2 separate regions of the Macaca mulatta genome follow, and region 1 is linked to region 2. Evidence: chromatin contacts called from public Hi-C data. All regions are on one chromosome and are shown on one strand. Each heading gives the region's core, a stretch centred on a gene start, on an enhancer-like site or on the middle of the called end of the contact. The rest is flanking DNA. Distances are from core to core; before and after follow the strand shown.

Evidence for each region. A called contact is a pair of places that touch in the nucleus more often than the background predicts.
Region 1: a Hi-C map of fibroblasts shows a contact between it and region 2, with 2.7 times the contacts expected there. The contact joins two enhancer-like sites. A contact is called at or near these places in 2 of 14 Hi-C or Micro-C datasets (fibroblasts and liver).

Annotation. Positions count from the first base shown.
Region 1 is chr5:137,337,899-137,340,908 of T2T-MMU8v2.0, reverse strand. No RefSeq gene overlaps it. Among named protein-coding and RNA genes, the nearest start is that of JADE1, 230 kb to the left of the region's middle. Within about 2 kb of position 1,593, at least 2 of the 40 cell types and tissues checked have an H3K27ac peak or open chromatin away from gene starts, as enhancers often do.
Region 2 is chr5:137,214,328-137,217,351 of T2T-MMU8v2.0, reverse strand. All of the region lies in intron 2 of LOC106998496 (a long non-coding RNA gene), which reads right to left. Among named protein-coding and RNA genes, the nearest start is that of PGRMC2, 160 kb to the right of the region's middle. Within about 2 kb of position 1,656, at least 4 of the 40 cell types and tissues checked have an H3K27ac peak or open chromatin away from gene starts, as enhancers often do.

The DNA of each region.
Region 1 (3,010 bases), core at 344-2,843, 120 kb before region 2:
CGCTCTAGAAAGTGAGCAGACTAGGCTGGGCGCTGTGGCTCAAGCCTGTAATCTCAGCATTTTGGGAGGCTGAGGCAGGCAGATAACCTGAGGTCAGGAGCTCGAGACCAACCTGACTAACATGGAGAAACCCTGTCTCTACTAGAAATACAAAATTAGTTGAGGGTGGTGCCGCATGCCTGTAATCCCAGCTACTCAGGAGAATCGCTTGAACCCAGGAGGCCAGGAGGCGGAGGTTGTGGTGAGCCGAGATCGCACCATTGCACTCCAGCCTGGGCAACAAGAATGAAACTCAGCCTCCAAAAAAAAAAACGAAAGAAAGTGAGCTGACTATTACCATCAATGTCCCTGGTAGGCTCTGGCATTCCTTGTTCATTAAAGATAAGTACAAATTGGACTTCCAACAATTAACAAAAATATTTTAGTAGCTTATTTTGATCTTGAATAACAAAAGTTAATTGCACATCCTTGAACTTTTTCTTCCCAATTCCTGGAATTTATATAAAATTTGTAGAGAAACCCAATACCATGATGCATTCTACTAGAGAGTGTTAGAGCTCGAGACTTTCAGGAATTAAACCAAGTCAGCACACTCTATTGTGCTATCCTCAGACTCCTGGTCGAGGGTGGTGGTGGGGAGCCAGGCCTGGGGCGCTTAGTACAACAGGAGGACAACAATGGGGAAATGCCTACTGCCCCCTGCTGGTGAAAAAGGGTCCATAGTTCCAACAACTTGCATAGCCCTAAAAGGCCTCATTTAGACAATGTTTTGAAACCATGGTATCAGCTTCAAAATGACTTTAAATAACCTTAAATATTTAGCTTTTTAAAAATAAAGCTGAGCAGTAAAAATCTACTGCTTGGTTTTTCTTTAATTATGCTGCTCCTCCTCCATATTTTCAGTTTCCTTTACAATCTGGTAGATCATATGTCATTAAATTCTAGGTCATTCTGCACCAAACAACGGTTGACCTGTCTTAGGTACCAAAGTCCCTTTAATTTGTGATGATAGAAAAAACTTTTCTTAAAGTGTTCCTTTGAGAATGTATCTCGAAAGTATAGAAAGTAATTACCTGGAAGGTAACTGTGGCTGTAAGCAAGTGCTGGGACTTGGAGCTGTATGTTATCATTCCAGTATCAGTTCTGACACTTAACTTAGCTGTAAGATTTAGGAAAGTCACCTAATCTCATAGAATTCATTTGTGAACATATAATGATAATAACACATAACACACAGGGTTGTTATGGGGATTAAATGAGATTATTACAATGAAAGTGTTACTCTAAGAGCTATAAAATTGGAAGGTATTACGAGTAAAGGAATAGGTAACTGTGGGGTTGCCCACTTAACCATTATCACACAGGTATTTGGAGTCAAATGCCCTAGAGCATAGTAAGGATTAAACATTAAACTGTAGATATTCGTCATTGAGATTAGCATTATTACCGTGGTTTAATATTTAATTCTCACTGTTCTCTAGGGGACCAGATGGACTCTGGGGAGAATGTAGATTTAGACATTCCTGACTGCTGGAATCCCAAACTAAAGTCCATACAAAATAAAAACACCTCATAGACAGAAGAGTCACTCTATGAGGCATTCTAAGAATGCACTTTCTGCATGGTGACTAGTTTTTAATTGGTCAAGTGGATAGGTTCTCAGCAATCTTGCTCCTCTGGGAATAATAAAAACATTACACTGAAGGTTTTGTTTGTAGGTTTGGACCTAAGTTTTTCTGCTATAAGGGGTATATTATTAACAAAACAAACCCAACCAAAAAGTTGGAATTCTTGGAAATTCACCAAAATTCTTTAGCTCTTTTCAATCATCTTTATTTTGGATTTACTTGGAATCCTTGATCTTTAACCCAATTTTGAGCATTACACTGTCCCTATTTAATGCATAAGGAATATTTTGGAATTTTAAAAGAGCCACAAAATGTCAAACCCAAGATCCTAGTTTTTGGTCTTGTTTGTTTGTGAGGGTGGAAGGATTTTACATCTTATTTTGTACTTACTCTGTTCCCAGCAGCTTTTGCTTTGTTCACATCTCACACAGAGCATACTTAATTCAGTGAATTAATTTGGTTGTATGGTAAGCACTGCGGAGAAGCTAAGAAAAAACATCACAATCGAGAAGGTAGAAAAGGTCTTCCAAGGATGCACTGAAACTGTTGCGTATACTCTGGGGCCTCCAAGTTTTCTGGGAAAAAACAAAAGCAAAAGAGTGGCTGGGAAACTAGCTTAATACATAGGTATAAAGCATGGAACAGCTTCTTTTGACTAGTTTAAGAGGAAGCCATAAAGCACAAGTTCTTGGAATTATGCCAGCAAAAAGTGTAACCCTTTTATTTATGGGGGCATTCATCAGAACTGGGCCTTTGTGAGCCTACCCCAGACTGTGGTCGCTTGGTTTAGTCAGCTGCTGACTCCTCTGGGAAAACACATCCCCTTTTAGCAGAAATAAGGAGCAAGGAGAACCACTGGGTAGCGGCTATCACAGTGATTCCCAATGGAAACCAGCCCACAAAAGCCCTGTAAAGAATAGCCCTGCTGTATTCCACGCCAGTGAATGATTACACACAGGATGGGTGAGGCAACATGGATCCACAAACACCTGGTTTACTTATGTTGGCCATGATGGTGCCCTCAGGACAAACCACAGATGGAAATCTGTCCAGGGAATTCCTGAGTTCATAGGCTCACCGTGTCCTTTGAACTCCAGCCCAGCCATTTCTATATGACCTCTGTTGTTGTCCCAACTGAACCCCATTTCTTCTCTCTCTTTTGTGGTTGTAAGAATGGAAAACTTGATGACTTCTTTCTCTTCATCATGGCTACTCCTCAGAATGTCTTGCTGACCACGTCCGTGTTGCCAGAGTCTACTGATCTAATAAAACCTATTTCTATCAACAAAATGTAACTATGTGTGACCATGTATTTATACCTTTTCACAAATGGAACTTCTTAAAAATAGATTTCCCATCCATATTAACTTATTAAGTAAAAT
Region 2 (3,024 bases), core at 407-2,906:
TCACTTGGAAGTCTCCCTGTGTTTGGCCACCACGGACTCACAGATCACAGAGCCCTCTCAGCAGACAGAAATGAACCCTTTTTGAACTACCAGCAACCAGGAGCTCTGACCTTACTTTTCAGAGCAGTTGTGAGAAGGATTAAGTAACATTTTAAGAAGCACTTACCACAGCACTTGGCACCTTGTAGGCTTCCCTGAGTTAAGGAAGCAGCACAAACAATTTTAAAAATTCTTTTATATTTATGTGTACTTTTCAATTTGCAAAATTATTTTTGTACATGATCTCACCAGCAATACGATGATGAGCCTTACTAATAATGCCTATGGCAGGTACTCAATGTGTGTTTAATGTGGAGCTGACTCAAGTTACATGTGAGCTTTTCCCATGTAGTACATGTACATAGAGTTTGGGCTATAAATAGGACTAGAATGAAATTCTCCATTTCAGTTTCTGGGGTGTCGTCTATATCGTAACCACTATTCAACTGTATTTATTCATCTCTGAAATAGAAGTTATTGAATCCTAGACCCTCAAAAACCAGAAGAGGACTCCCAGTTATATATGTCAAAACTATAAAAATAGATTAACAACTCATGAGAATTATTATATTCTTATAATAACTTTTATATCTAATAATATAAATACCAATTACTACTACCACGTACTATTGGTATAACACAATAAATTAAGCACTACTATATACATATATATATATTACAAACAGTTCTTACTCTCAAGAAATATTCATTGAAGAACTACTAGGATGCTGTACACACCTATATTTTACCAAGAATAAAAACTTACTGGCACCTAGCACAGTAGCATACCTAATATTTTGTACTTTCACATCATAGTCATGGAATAAATGCATACATGAATGAACACTATGAGTCACTAAAGATAAATGTCAGTGTCAGTAGGTGCAAGTACTAAAGTCTGAGAACTTGCCCTACCTGTGAAATGAGAGGACTAACAATGCATTGGAGGATCATTATAAGGACAAGTGTGACAATGTACGTCGGACGGTGGTAGTCAGCTTCTAAAGTGGCTCCCAGTGATCCTTGCCTTCTGGTTTTCATGCCCTGGGTAAGCCCGTGCCCTTAAATGTGAACTGGTGACATGCTTCCACAAATAGAATATGGCAAAGGTGATGAGATGTCACTTCTGTGATTAGGTTACAAAAGACTGTCACTTCATTCGTGCTGGTGCTCTCTCTTGGGAATGAAGGAGATCTCTAACCAACAGCTTGTGAGAAACTGGGGCCTTAGTCTCATAGCCCTCAAAGAATTGAATCATGCCAAATACCTCATTATTGGAAGCAAATCCTCCCCTAGTCTAGCCTGGAGATGACTACAGCCCTGGCTAAGATCTTGAGAGAGGACTTGACGCAGAAGACTCAGTCAAGCCATGCCAGGATTCCTGACCCACAGACACTGGGACATAATAAACGTTTTAAGGCACTAAGTTCTGAATAATTTGTTATGCAGCGACAGGTAACTAATGCAAGGACCGACTGTAGCATGTACATTTTAAAGTGTGTGATATAGAGAAGCCATCCTATTTTACAGTGGGGTCATAAATTATAGTGGGCTTATCTACAAGACTAGAGTTTTTTCATGCTAGCACAGTGAATCATAAAGGCTCTCCCTTACTAAGGAGAAGAGCCAACCAGTTAGTCAGTGGAAAGGAATGACAGGATCCATTCTGCTGGTGATCTCCTCAGCTAATACCAGGGGCTAGTCCTGTGCAGCAACCAGCACTAAACCGCAGGGATGAAAGAATATCTTCATATACAACTGGTGGGCAAAGATGCAGTTGAATTCATCCCTGTTGAGCAGGGGTTGAAATGGCAGTGGTCTCCTGGAACCATTTCTGTGAAACACTGGGACACATGGTTGTCTAGTGCAAACCCTGGCCTTGCAGAAATTAAATGATTCTCTCAGCAGTCCTTTTTTGAACTGTTCCCATTGCCTGCTGTAGACAGTTGGCTCTTAATCCATTTTATAGAAGCACTTTCTGTTCCTTGGATAAAAGGAAGTACATAAATTTCAAGTGCTGTATTACCATACATGCATGGTTCTGTTTGGGCACAAGCACGTTGTTCTTGTCATAAATTCTGACTCAGAATGAGAGCTCAGGATTTACCATCTCACTCTTTATAGTTACAAGATCGACTAAACTGATTACAAGAAGAAATATGTAAGCTTTGAAACTGTTCACACCAGTGATGTGGCTCAGTAGCTTGTAAAAGTGGCAAATAACAGCAAGCCAAAAGAAGGATATTTCAGGAAAGACAGAGTTCTTAAAAACACAGGGTTGGTTGTGTTCATAACCCAGATGCTGATGTTGCTCTTTGGAGCCTGGGGTGCTCTCTCCATTGCCTATTGTTGGACCATGGTCCTTGGAAACATGGGTTTCCTCCACTGTAAGTCCTTCCTCCATCACACCAAAGTTTCTAGGACCTCTCTCAGGGAGCTGACATGGCAGTAAGTAAGGGGCAGTCAGCCTGAAAGATGGAATGTTCTTATATCTTCTAAGGCTGCAGCTCTTGATTGTGTGTGCATGTGTGTGTGCGTGTGTGTGTGTGTGTCTGTGTGTATGGTGTGGTGTGTGTAAAAATGTTGCTTTGATGTGGTTGTTTTGGGCAGTCAAGAGGGATCTAGAGCCCCATAACTGGCTTCTTTCTGTCCTCGTCCAGTACTTGAGGCAGGATAGTGCAGCCATTAGAATGGAAGGCAGTGTAGGCAGATCACAAGGATATGAATCCCAGGCTCACTATTTACTAGCTGTGAGACCTTTAACAAATTATTTAAATCCTTTAAGCCTCAGTTTCTTCACATGAAAAATAGAAATGATATTACCCCCACAAGATCGAGATGAAGATTAAATGTGATAATCTATATAAAGCAACATTGTGCCTGACACATAGTAAACACAACATAAACTTTAATGTTTAGAATAATCTTGTTTTTTATATTGTTAATCCTCTTTGCATGTGTCAAACTGTTACCTCTTTGAAGACT